Regions from separate parts of the Astyanax mexicanus genome. Here region 1 is linked to region 2. Evidence: chromatin contacts called from public Hi-C data. All regions are on one chromosome and are shown on one strand. The core of a region is the stretch at or near the end of the contact, and the rest is flanking DNA. Distances in the headings are between cores, read along the strand shown. Region 1 holds the start of tfe3a (transcription factor binding to IGHM enhancer 3a). Region 2 holds the start of hcfc1b (host cell factor C1b).

The links. A called contact is a pair of places that touch in the nucleus more often than the background predicts.
Region 1: a Hi-C map of muscle shows a contact between it and region 2, with 4 times the contacts expected there. The contact joins the promoter of tfe3a here to the promoter of hcfc1b in region 2. A contact is called at or near these places in 2 of 3 Hi-C or Micro-C datasets (both in muscle).

Annotation. Positions count from the first base shown.
Region 1 is chr12:4,229,812-4,236,953 of AstMex3_surface, forward strand. tfe3a (transcription factor binding to IGHM enhancer 3a) reads left to right here and starts at 4,775. Exons shown (of 10, transcript XM_007245831.4): 1 at 4,775-5,452. The coding sequence starts at 5,283.
Region 2 is chr12:4,097,765-4,104,759 of AstMex3_surface, forward strand. It overlaps hcfc1b (host cell factor C1b), which reads right to left and starts at 5,156. Exons shown (of 28, transcript XM_022670864.2): 1 at 4,980-5,156; 2 at 1,255-1,447. The coding sequence starts at 1,441. It overlaps irak1 (interleukin-1 receptor-associated kinase 1), which reads right to left. Exons shown (of 14, transcript XM_022670861.2): 14 at 6,367-6,995.

The DNA.
Region 1 (7,142 bases), core at 3,525-6,024, 130 kb after region 2:
GTGCAGTACAGATTCAACACTTACCAAATTCAGACTTTCTCAAATCATGAAGACTCTATTAGTTGCTCAGTTCCATGTATCTTGTAGATCCTACCGAATATTATTATAAACTGGTTAGCATGAGGTTAGTGTATTAACGGTTAGTCCACCACCGTTATTATGATTAGAGTATACGCTTCTCTTCTGTTCCCAGTGTTCAGATTTCTCAAGCTTTCTAACCTTGCTGGCATTATTTAACAATAAAAACATCATGCCAGGTGTCAGGATACAGGATTAGATTTTTATAGCATGCTTCAGGAAACACTAATACTGGCTGTTTTTTGTGACAGACAGCAGAGCACAATTGTACCATTTGCATATTTTACCAAAAGCTGTTTGAAGGCCGGTTGTTTCCAGTGCTTTTTCAGACTGAAGATGTTGCAGGATTACTCGTGCATTTTTGCTGGGCAAGTGTTCATAAATAACCCGCTGTTATGACAGAATCAATCAAGCTTTCTTGCATAATAATATCTTACCGGACTAAATAGGTAGCATAGATAAAGCTGGAGAGATAACATGGTCATATAGTTTTATATTTATTCCATTACGTTGAATTATCTGGCAACACCCATGCTGAGGTCATATTGATGTATTTTTTAGGAATTGTCAGTTAAATTATGTATTTTTTGTTTGTTTTACAAGGAAAAACTAAAAGTATTGTAGCATAAGACTTATTAAGCACACTTTATCACAATTTTAAAGCAGTACAGTTGAGTTTTACAATTTACATCCACATTTTAATCTTACGGCAGTTTTACAGTCAGGGATTAAACCTAGTTTTGGGCTGCATAGCATTTTAAATTAAGTTTTTATTTTTTATTACAAGGAAATATAATCTATAACTAGGCTTATTAATCCCTGTCTTGGAAGCTTGTTTAAAAATTGTATCTCAGCTCATTTTTACACCAAATAATTCAGGGGATATCTGACATGACAGTTCGTTTTGCATGATTCCATTGAGTACATTTTTCCAATGTAGTCAAACCTGTTTGCAGCCAGTCATCTACAAGCCAAACTGATCTCTTTTTCTAACATTTTCTGATGGATTTTCTTGCCTATTTAACTTTCTTGTCTGAACAAGAATGTTTAACTTGCCGTAAGGTTGTGTGGGTGTGAACTGAGGTTGAACTTCATCAATGATTAATTATGGATTGGCTCATTTGCTTTCTGCTGTAAATGTTAATCTTTACCTGTGATCACACCTGAAGACCTCATCATCGTAGCTGAGACCCCAGTGTGGGCGCAGGTGTGTCATCAACATCGTTGAGGCTGCCATAATTATAAAGTTGCCAGATAACCCACACAGAATCCATAAAGATAGAAATATATGACCGTGTTATGCAGGTCAGGTCTGCTGACGTAATGAGGCCTTGGTTTAGTTGTCTTGCCGTACCAGCCAAGCCATACAACACGATATACGGAATCACTTCTCATGACTTTTCCTCTGGTGTGGAATCTGTATAAATTTGCTGTACACATGACGAGTATTACTGTTATTTCAAGTACTATTCTAATTATTATCGTTAATTATATTAGTGGCAGGCCACTGGGTACCATTGTATGTCGATAACCCAAATAAATCTGTGCAAGATCATGAAAATGTTTATGAAATAAAGTAAGAAAAAACAGTATTTGAGACTCTCAGTTCATTTCATTTCCATAAAATACAGTGTATCATTATATAACTGATGATGTTTATCGTATCTGCTGATATAACCTCTTGTTAATAATGAACAAGGTCTTAAGGGTTCACTACAATGAATATGTATTAGTTTATGACCGTGGTCAACAGTCTTCCTCTGGAGATAAACATTATATTAGAGTTAGAAACACACCTAAGAATCATCACACAACTCTACAACTGATTTTAACCTCTGCAGTTAACCCATCGATGGCCACACACGGAACACATTCACACACATTCTGTTTTTTGCTCCATTGTATACTGCTTTTCTCCCTTCTAAACTCCATCAGAAGCATGATGAGTAATAATCTCTGAACTAATCTAATTGCAGTCTCGCAAAAATGTAGTTGCAGTCTTGACTCTGATCCCCAGTCTTTGCTAAATCTTAGTCTGTGACTAAAAGTCTGTGACTTGTCTTGTCTTGACTTGTCTAGTTTCTCAGGGGGATGTCTGTGAAACATATTTCACACTTTCACTCAGTGATTAAACTGATTCATCCAGACTGCAATTGACCAGTGAGTTTTTTGGCTTTCTTAGTCACATGACATCGCGTTCAGTAGCTCCTCCATTTCCACTGGCTGTTGTGTTTACCTGGATCTCTGTGAAAACGCACACCCAAAGTGTAAATACGATGCGTGGCAGTAGATAAATAGCTATTTTATTAAACGTGAGGAGATGAAACTCAGAGATGTGAGTCCAGATGGGACTAAAATTACCACAGTGCACCACGGAGTTCAGCGAAAAACAGTAGATCATTCAGCCTGTAATTTTTTCAGAGGACGTCTGAGAAAAACACACACATGGTCGTTCTGGACGGGAATAAAATCACAGAGGACCCCCATAAAAGGTAAAATGACCCCAGGACCCCTTGAGACACTAATTCCATCAGGATAGGGCTTTAGTCTATTAACAGTCTTAAGAGTCTTTTCGAAGTTTAGTGTATGGTTTGCGTAAGGTGTGGCCATACATTACGTTCTCATTCCTATACTATTCTCCTTACTAAGTTGAGGCCACTCATTATTTTTATTTATACAGCACGTTTCTTTAGGGGCTTGTATAGATCTACACAGGTAGAATGGATTCATTACCTTGTCCCCACATCTTGCATTACTTTAAGGGCTTTTTTTAAATCTAAAAATAAAAAAGAGTGTCGGCAGTGTGCTCCTTATTTCAATAAATTATGATGATGTGTCCTGATGTTAAAGATTTTTAATAATATGTCTTAATCAGTGACCATATATGAGTGCCTTTCTGCTCTACCAGTAGAGAATCTGTTATGAACATGTGTATATTGTTTTGATTCTGCCTCTCAGACAGCCTGATTTATTTCACAACAGTCTGCCACTGATTATAAAAGGATGATGAAACTTTAGACAGAATTGCTCCTATTATAACCCCCACCCCTCATCTGTCGCATTTTCCTCACAGTTTCCTCCTTCAGCTCAGGTGATAACAAATCCATGAGCTCATTTTATAAACATTTATGATGCTAAAACCGGCTGAGTTGCATCAGTGAAAGTACTAAACGTGTTAATGCGGGGAGACTCCAGAAACAAGACCCAGCCGCAACCGCTGAAGTAAACAAGCCGCGCTGGTCATCATCCTATTGGCGCGGACAGAATAAGCCCCGCCCAGGCTGAACGACTATTGGATAACTCCGCTGTCAGGCAACCTCGGGTGATCAGACGTCTCTAGGTAACAACGTCACGTCGGGGGTTTTCCCACTCCGGCGCTGAGCTCAGGCCACAGATAGTTTATGGCGAGACTGCCCACTATCCCGTAATCTAACCTGTTATATCAGCACGAGACTGAGAACCGCTAGAGAGAGCCCGCGAGCGAGTCCTCAATAAATGAGAGTAAATGGAGTTAAAGGGCAGTTGGGGTTGGATCTTTGCCTGCCGGGAGACGGGCGGCAGTGGTGGGTCTGCAGTGCCAGGCACGTACCCGGCAGTACTAAAAACTGACAGCTGGGCTAAAAACTCAAAATTACAATATAATACATTTATCTGGGATATTTCTTTAATTTTAGAAAGTAGATTAGAAAGTATTAAGCTATTAAATCCAATATACGGAGCCCCTAAGGTGACATTATGTAAAAATAAATAAATAAATAAATATATGTATATATATATATATATATACATATATTAATAATGCATGCCCACAACTAAATAAGGCGTTGGAATGAGATCCTAAGGCGTGGAAATGAGATGATTAAGGCATGGCCACAAATAATTAAGGCGCGGGAAGGAGATCCTAAGGTGTGGGAATGAGATAATTAAGGCATGGCCACAACTTATTAAGGTCTTCAGTAGGTACATCATATTTAACACAGTACTTAAGTAGAGTAGCTAGTGAAGTAGTTCTACTTCAATCGTCAAGTGAAAAACATCAACATTGTGTTCAAGAATCCTTGAATACTACTATACTATTATACTGTACACCTCTGGTTTTAAAAGGTGTATAACTCCATGTAGCTTGCCATCAGCTGCCAGAGCTCCAAGAGAGCACAGTTTTGGTCACAGCTTTGGTCTCTCTGGGTGGGTACAGTAGATGGCGCTCTTTCCCCTCATCACTCCTAGGGTGATGTCAATCAGCACAAGGCTGCGTCTGTGAGCTGATGTATCAGAACCGAGTCGCTGCGCTTTCCTCCGAGTGTGCTGTGATGCTACTTGGCAGTTGGAAAAGAGGCGGGGTTTCTGACTTCACATACGTATGTGCTGGTCTTTTCCCTCCTTGTATTGTGGCATCACAAGTGATGTGGATATGCAGCTGAGTAGGGAAAGTTGGCCTAGCAAAATTGGGATAAAAAATTATTTATAAACTTTAAAATGATGCCTGCCGTACTGAAAGATTTTGATATTGCTCTGTGTTGATAAAATTAGTAATATTTGTATTGTTTAATTTATAAAATATACACTGTATGAACTCATTCATTTTTTCTGACTACTCGTGAGTGCCCTCTGCTGATTGGACGAACAGAACTGAAGACGTTGATATGTGGGTGTTCTCCTCTGTAGAGACTCTGTGGCTCTCCATCCCCTGCGCGGACCTCAGGCTGGAGCTGAGTAACGGGTGCAGGGCACGAGCTGTTCGGACGGACTGCGGGGGCTTTAGTGCGCTAGTTTATCGGTGTTTTAGCGGGTAAATAGAGCGAAATCGGCTGTCAGTGCGAGATAAACTACTTACACAGACTGTAGGCGCGTGTTTTAGCTTGTAGATGCATAGCTGATGACAGATATCGACCTGTTATTTCTCTTTTTTTAATTGTCTTGTCTTGTTTTACCGGGGCGTGATTCATACAAACAATCTGTTTACTCAGTTTTAGCTACGTACTACTAACAGACTAAAAACAATTAAAACTCTCTGTTTAAGCGCTTTTATTTAGTTAGACAGTTATAAAAGGCTGTATAACTCGCGTGTATATTGAGTAAGGTCAGTATCAGTGTGCAGGGAGAGTTTTATATGAGCTGTATTGGGATTATTTTTGTAGTTAGTGTTCTGGAGGCAGCAGCAGTAGTAGTATTAGTAGTAAGAGGAGGCTCCGCTGTGTTTAGAGATGTCTAGCCTGTCTGTGGCAGCAGGGCAGGAGCAGGGGGAAGGACAGGGGTATCTCCAGGCTCCAGCAGCGCAGAAGAGCATCAGTCAGGTCGTGGTTCCCGGGCAGCAGCAGCCCCAGACCGTGTTCGTGATTTTGGATTCCTCCGCTGAGTCTCTGAATCTCATCAGGTGAGTCTCTGAGTGTATCATCTATCTGTCTGTACCATCTCTATACCCACTATACCCACATCCTGCATGCTGCTGCATGTTGTTGATTGTTGATTTTATATATTTTTTCTATTTAACGTTTTATTTGGTTTCAAAGTAATTGCAATATACAGGAAAATCGTACATTAATTAATTTTCCCAAACTGATTTTATCATTTTTTTATCAAATTCCTGAACCATCCCTTTAATAGCAAATAACATTAAATAAAACATTAATGCATATATTTTAAAAGAAAACTCCAGTGTGAAATCGACTTGGGATGTAAAGTTAATAAAATATTCTCAAATATAAAGGATAGGTTGAGTTTTTGGTGTGTTGTTTCCGTGATTTGAAAGTGAAACTAATGTCAGTGAGTCAGTAGCTTTATCTGGTCTAGTGTTAAAGACAGTGAACAGCTGGTGTGCATGGATACTGCTGAACATGTTCCAGTCTGGTTATATTCTGTTGTTAGTAACTAAAAGTGAAAATAATACTGCAGTAGATACAGATACAGAATTTTAGTACTTCTACTTCGTTATTGTATTATACATCTCTGGTTTTACATCTCAGGTGAGTCTCTGGGTGAAGCCATTTGTGTTTCATCTATCTGTCTGTATCATCTCTATACTCACATACTGCATGCTGCCAGATGTTGTTGATTGCTGATTTTATACTTTTAAATCCTAAACCATCTCTTTGATAGCAAATAACATTAAATAAAACATGAAAAACTTTTTGGATGCATATTTTAAAGGAAAACTCCATTGTGAAATGGACTTGGGATGTAATCATTTGAGAGTGAAACTAGTGTCAGTGAGTCAGTAGCTTTATCCGTTCTAGTGTTAAAGACAGTGACCAGCTGGTGTGAATGAATATGCTGAACATGTTCCAGTCTGGTTATATTCTGTTGTTAGTAACTAGAAGTAATAATAATACTCCAGTAGATACAGATACAGCATTGTAGTACGTCTACTTTGTTACTATACTATACATCTCTGGTTTTACATCTCAGGTGAGTCACTTTGTGAAGCCACTTGTGTATCATCTGTCTCTCTCATCTCTACACCCACATCCTGCATGCTGCTGCATGTTTTTGATTGTTGTTGGTTGCTGATTTTATCATTTTAAATCCTAAACTATCCTCTGATAGCAAAGAACATTAAACAAAACATTTTTATTGCATATTTTAAACAATAAACATGGTGTGACATGTGATACAGGGATATAAAGTTAATCAAATATTGTCAAATATAAAGGATAGGTTGAGTTTTTGGTGTGTTGTTTCCGTGATTTGAAAGTGAATCTAATGTCAGTGAGTCAGTAGCTTTATCTGGTCTAGTGTTAAAGACAGTGAACAGCTGGTGTGCATGGACACTGCTGAACATGTTCCAGTCTGGTTTTATTCTACTGTCAGTACCTAGAAGTAAAAATAATACTTCAGTAGATACAGATATAGCATTTTAGTACTTCTACTTCATTTCTCAACATTAAATGTTATATAACTCAACATATGAGTGCTATATAAAAAATTCCTTCTGTAAAAGCATTTAGGATGTAGATACAGGTAAGATTAAAAAAATGTCAGCATTTAATGATGTGTTTTAGTTAATTAATTTCATACATTTGTGTTGGAACCTCACCCTTATTCTCTCATGATGCTTGTAAGTCATA
Region 2 (6,995 bases), core at 3,906-6,405:
AAATAACGATTTGTTACAAGACTGAAAAAATATAAAAATCTGAAAATCAAGAAAAGATCAATTTTTCCTGAAAATCTGTTTCCAAAAGGCAGAAAAACTAGAAAATTAGACTGCAGTTTATCTAAGTAAAGTAACATATTTAAACCCTAAGAATGAATAGACACTTGCTTATTCTGATAGGTAATACAAAAAACGATATATTAAATTGAAGAAATATTTTAAGTCTCTAAATGCTGATATTTTTAGAGCTCTGCACATTTTAAAACCATCCCGGGAATAAAAGTCACAGCACAAGTGTAAATATTTACACAGCAATGCGGGATCTGATCGGGGGCGGAGTTTGTTGACGTGGTGACGTCGTGCATGTTGTATTAACCCGCCATTTCTCTTTGCAGTTTTCCCTCCTTTCTCTGTACGGCAGGAGCTGCTTGTGTGTGTGGCTAGCCTGCACTGGGTTAGCCTGTTCTAGCATTAGCTCTGCTCTCTAGCTTCAGAGGAAGCTATCAGTGGTAGCAGCTAGCTGTGCACATTCCTGTGATCAACACTGCAGTAGTTAGCAGTGTGTGCAGCAAAATAGCAAACACGGCTCTGAGCAGTGTGGACAGTGGGCATTAAAGAAAAAAATAATAGATGTGCAAAATTCATTGATTTGCAGAAAAAAAAAAACGAATGATTGGATGCTTGTCTTATTAGTCAAAAATAAGCAAATATGTACATCTACACAGCAACTACAGAGTTAATAAAAAAGGCACTCTTGTATATGCATGCTAAAATGTATATATATATATATATATATATATATATATATATATATATATATATATATATACACACACACACACACACACACACACACAGATAGATAGATAGATAGTAACATCAACAACTAAATTTAATTCATTTTTATGTGTAACAAATCAATAAGCAGCACGCAGACACTAAAACATACAAATAATTATGACATTGTTAGCTAAATATTTTGGTTAGTTGCTCCACATGGTTGCATTTTTAAAGCTACAACTTGTGGCCAGTTCGAAATAATTACTCAAAATTAACTTTAGCCAAAGCAAAAGCTCACCTAGCTAGGTTTGGTATAACTAGCTACAAGTAAGCTAGCTAACCTAGCTAGCAAGCTAATGAAGCTTTGCATGAGTATTTTTAACGTTTGAAAGTCTATTTAGCTAGTCAGAGAGCCACAACTGATCTGCACATACTCCATAAGCATGCACAAATAAATGAATTTATTTTTATTACCTGTGTTGTAAACGTGGAGCTCGTCGACAATCCCTTCATTTCCTCCGCCGAAAACTACCATGAGCTCCTTAATGGCAACAGCCCGATGTCCGTGCCGAGGGCGAGGAACCGGGCCAGACCAGCCCAGCACCCTCTTCCAGCGGGGCTGCAGAACCGAACCAGACGTCGCAGTACCAGTAGAAGCCATTTTCGTCTTAAAGAAGAAAAAGCAAGATCAGATCCAATTTATTCAGCGTGCTTGTTTATTTTGAGTCAGATTCACCTAGAGTTAGCTAGCTAGAGCTTTTTTAAAAAGCTAGCTAAGCTAGGTTAGCTAACACTAAGCTAACGTTACACAATGCAAGCTGGCTAACTAACTTAGCTAGCTAGCTAACCAAGTCAGCTAGCTAATGCTTAAGTCATTCAAAGCCTCCATTCTATTTAAGGCACTGTTAGCTAGCTAACCGCAAACGCTTAAACCTAAATCACTCTAGTTTAGCTTAATTTATTAATTAGCTAAAATGTAGTTAGCTATTAGTTATCTAGCTTATCATACAAATCTACACAACAGACACGATCGGTCTATTTTGCTAGCTTAGCTAACCTAGCCAACTAAGCTAGCTGTAAAATCAGGCTTTTCTTTTTCTTCTTTCACACTAGCAGCAGACGGGCTGGCAGGCTAGCTTTAGCTAAGCTAACAAATTAGCACGCTAAGCTAGCAAACAGCAGCAGCTAACCACAATAGACTATAACCTAGCTAATTAGGTCGACCGGGTACCTAATAATCGTGGCAGAAGTCGTCGTGCAAACGCAGAAAAAAGACCTAGTCCATTATAAAATATCCTATTCAGCTTTCGAAAAAGTTCCGAGCTGCCCGTTTTAGCCAGCTAGATGTCCAAAAAAGTGCAGCTAGCCGGCTAGGTAAAAGAGTCCGCCATTTTAGCGCGTACAGAAATAACAACGCCGGTAAAAAATCAGGCTTTTCGCTGGAAATCCTCTGAAATAATCAGTTCCTCGATTCGCAAGGCAGGTCGATTCCCTTTCCCCTGCTTTACACCGACAGCAAAAGCAAGAGAAACAGTCCAGATCGTGCGTTAAAACAACAGATTCAAGAGACACAGAAGCAGCGCTGCGAGTCGCCGACTGCCGCCATCTCGTAGCCTCCGCTAAACAGAAGTAGCCTAGCGGGCTAAGCGGCTAACGCTAGCGGGAGCTAACGTCAGAGCGAAAATGGGCGGCGGGCTCCAATCCGAGAACAGCAGCAGCAGCGGGGAAATCCAGCTCCGGGTTTTACACATCCACTCCGGGCTTTAGTTCATTTACACAACTAAAACCGCACACAAATATTACCGTATAGGAGCTCCTTAAAACTGATCAACTTTATTTTCGGATCATCTCGTGCTAAATTCGAAAATAAAATAAAAACATAGCTAGGTAATTAAGGTGTAAAACCTTATTGAGTAAAAAAAGAAATGGTTTAGCAATGTTTACACATTTCTAGTTGTTTATTTCTGCCCCTCACAGTATGAATTTAAAGAAACTAAAAAAGAATGTTGATGAAAACCATCTCTTCTTTATTATACTCAAAGGACAACATGAAACAATACAGTTTCAGTAAACAAAAATAAACTGATAAACATTACACTGACCTATTTCAACCTAATAAGATGCTTCCATATTACGACCACTCAAGTCGAGATCTTAAATGATAAGCATGTGTACTAATTACAGAATTACAGTAGACGTACCTGGAATACTTTTCAAGTAAAATAATACTTACAAAAATAAAAAAAAAATATCACTAGCTTGATATCTTCAAGCAAAAGATATCCAACTGGCGTTAATCACTAGTAAAATAACATTAAAGACAGTGTAAATTCTGTGATTAAGCTACAACTTCAAGTATAACAATAACAAAAAATAATTATCGCTAGATATCTGAGGTTTTTACTAGTAAAAAAAATCCTTAAAAGAAAAAGAACAGAAAGAATATATAATTCTTTCTAAAAATTAAATGTTTACATGTTACAAAAACTATTACATTTAAGATATGTTATCCTACTTGTAGGATTAATCAATTTACATAGAAATACTATATAATCCTAAAGAAAATGTCAGAACTAAGTACTAAGTATTTAAGTATAGTTTGGTACAATTCTGCGTAACTACATAACTGATAGCATACGACTAGTAAGAGTTACATTAACTTCTGTAATGATGTCTAACAATCTAGCAACACTAATCTAAGCTATTTTATTAGTTCGTTCACTAATACCGTATATTATTCCAGAATTGCCTCGCTTTATAGCTAGACTCAGTCATAGTTATAAATGTTTCCAATTTATCTCGCTTTCAATTTTCTTGCTAATTTCAAACACATTGCAATAATGAACACCATAGCATAAATATAAAAAACAGCATTTAACTTAAGTAGAAGAATTAGCTATAAGACTTGTATATAATCTACAACATATTAAATTACTAAAGTTACCACCTAACTTTTATAGCCATCATACAAGCTCGAGATATAAACTACACATAACCCAGTTAGATTAAAAATATCTGACCTTATATAATAACAGATGTCTGACCACAATTCAAACCACAAAATACAGCTAGCTATACATTTAGCAAATTGTTTTTACATGTTGTTGTCATATTTTAGACCCAGTTTTATCCCAAGTTCTAGATGTAAATGAAACAGCTAGGTTTATTCGCTAAAATCCCGGGGTGGATTTCTACTTTCCTGGATCTGGATTTGCCACTCAATTTCCATTTTCTGCCGCCGACATTTTGTAGCTTCTGCTAACAACAACTAACCAACCGGAGCCGCTAGTGTGTGGGGAGGGATAATAAGGCAGCTAGCTTAGCTGCGGCTAAAGGCTGAGCTGGGCTAAGCTAATAGGAGATGCTGTGCTAAAAAGTCAGAATTAAAAATGGGCGGTGAGCTCAACTACACACAGACCCTTTCCATTTTTTTGTGCTGAAGCGGAAAAAATTCAATAAAACGCAACGTGGTTGAATTAAAAAAGGGCTTTTACTTTTTCGCATTTACGTATTTATTCCCATTGTTAATGTTTTAGTGTTCGTGTTCTTATTTTGTATTGTATTTTGTCGCGCAAGTAACGCATTTCTTCACTGTTTCTGCCGCTCGGGTTTCATGCCTGCGCTGTGTGGGAGCCGCCATCTCCACAAGAACCAAACAATCTCCAGACTGCGCTAGCCTGCGCGCTAACCGCCTCCCCGGGTCCGGCACTTATTCTCCACAAAGCATGGCGTTAGACTAATTTAACTAAATGAAATTTGCGCGTTTTCTGCATCTTAAAGCGCATACTGGCCGGACTGGCCGCGGCTGATTACATTAAGCACCGAAATTTAATGAATTTACCCCGGGTAGCTAGCTACAGGCTAGCAACTACGCTAAGCTAGCTAGTTAGCCGAACTCTGCAGGGTTTGTGGTGCGACAGCCAGCGGGGCTGAACAGCTAGCCCCGTAAAACCGACCAAAAACAAGCAGCGCGACAGAGAAACGCCACGGATTTTAATTTCAGTGCCTTTTATTAACTCTTATCATGGAAAGTGGCAGTACTGGGATTTCCCAATTCCCCTCAAAATGATCGTTTTGCCCCCTGACTTCTCGCTTAGCTTCCCTCACTAAAAATGGCGGCCGCACCGTTAGCCGTCATCAGAAACGCTGCAAACTAAAACCCCGGCGCCAGCGATCACCCCGAATCGCGGGATACTTACTCGGTCAGAGCTGCTATTTTAAAAAGAAACAATCGAGGGAGAGACTCAGTAAACGAATTCAACCCCGAGCACGTCTTTTTTCCTGCAGATATTGCTAACTCTACATCCTTTCATGCCGCCCAGGAAGCCGCCATCTTCTTAACAGCCCCTCGGTAATTAACTGCCCCTGCTTCTGTTGCCCTCAGCCCCTAGTGCAGATGGCGAAACACTGCCGCTGCCTCTACTGCTGCTGCTGGATCAGTAAAACAAATCTTTATCACTTTAATGTTCCTAATATATGAAGCTAAACTAGAAAAATAGATGTAAAACTTTGTGTTTTTTCCACATTTAGTCAGTATAATAAAGGAGAAATGGGGTTTCATCCGTTTTTCCAGTCTGTCCCCATAATCAAAATTTTAGGAAAAAATCTGACAAAAACATTTAACCTGCTTTTTTCATAAAAGATATTTTAATTAAAAATCAGATAATCGAGATTTGTTTTATATATTAATATGTAAAAATGTCTAATTTACAAATATTGAATTATCTATAATTAAATATTTTGTTTGTTTTTATAAAAATTGAATAGAAAACTATAAAAATAATAGAAAAACATGTTTTCTTTACTATACTTAAGGGGGGGAGGGTGTTTCAGAAAATAATCTGATTTTTCCATACATTTTTCATACAATAAAGTAGTAAGTAAGTAAATCTATATAATAAAAAATGTATATTTTTTATAATTGAATATTCTGTTTGTGAAATACATTAATAAAAACAACTAGAAAACTGTAAAAATAGATGAAACCCATTTTTACTTCACTATACCAAATATGGAAACATGAAAAAAAAAAACTTTTGAGATTTTTTTTTCCCATTTAGCCAATACAATAAAGGAGAAATGGAGAAAGGAGAAAATTTCAGGCTTTTCATTTCTGCCCCTCGTAATCAGAATTTCAGTAAAAATAATCAGATTTTTCCATCTATTAACAAAATGATGGTATAACATTCAAGCTTTCATACAAGCTAATAATAGAAAAATAGTTTTATATTAATTTGTAAAAATGTATAATATTTTTATAAGTAAATATTCTGAAATACAAAATAGAAAACTGTAAAAATAGATGAAAACCATTTTCATCTATTTTATTTGATCTATTTTTAAATCAAACAAATCTGAGAATTTAACTGCAAAATGTTACACTGGCCATCTACTGGTCAGTTTAAAGTTTATCAGTTTATTTTCACACATTTTCTGTTTTTCAGAAAACATATAAAAGTGTAAAATAGATATAAACCTTTAAGATAATTTACCATAACACAGCAGATGAACAGCAAAACTGCAACAAGAAATTTCAAATCCAGGTTTTCCACACAGTACAATTGACCAAGCTTCAGCACACAGGACAACAGTTTCAATAAGTAATAACCATTTATTAAACATGAAGTACCTTGTGTAGTACATAAATACTGCAAAGTAATTAGTAATAATGTTGTACCTAAAGTATTTACATATTCAGCGCATAGTAATTTCAGTGCTGTTGTATAAATACAGGGTGAGACAAACGCTGCTGGACCTTGTCCCTTTCGTTTCTGAAATTAATGAATGTCCTACAAATTTTGACTCACCCTGTACACAAAAGAAAGTCAGATTTAGGGAAAAAATAAATCTGAGTTAAACATGAATAACTTGTTTAGAATGTGCTTGTCGAATTCATGATCTAGGTAAATCATGAAGTCCATGTTTATGATGGGAGGCATTTTGAATATAATATAAACTGCAAAAGTGTAAACTAATATTAAAAAATTAACACAGCTAGATTTTAATTACAGATTCATCAGTCACCAATCAGTGAATGTATATACTATTAACCTCGACTTGTGTACATGTTAACCTTAAAACAGTCAGAAAATATTTAAAATGTAATGCAATGCTGTCCTTGTAATCTGAGACATAATCTGAATCTGAAAGTAGCTCTTTATATTGCATCAGTTTCATGATAAATGGACCAATTTCTAATCTCCAAAATTACTTGG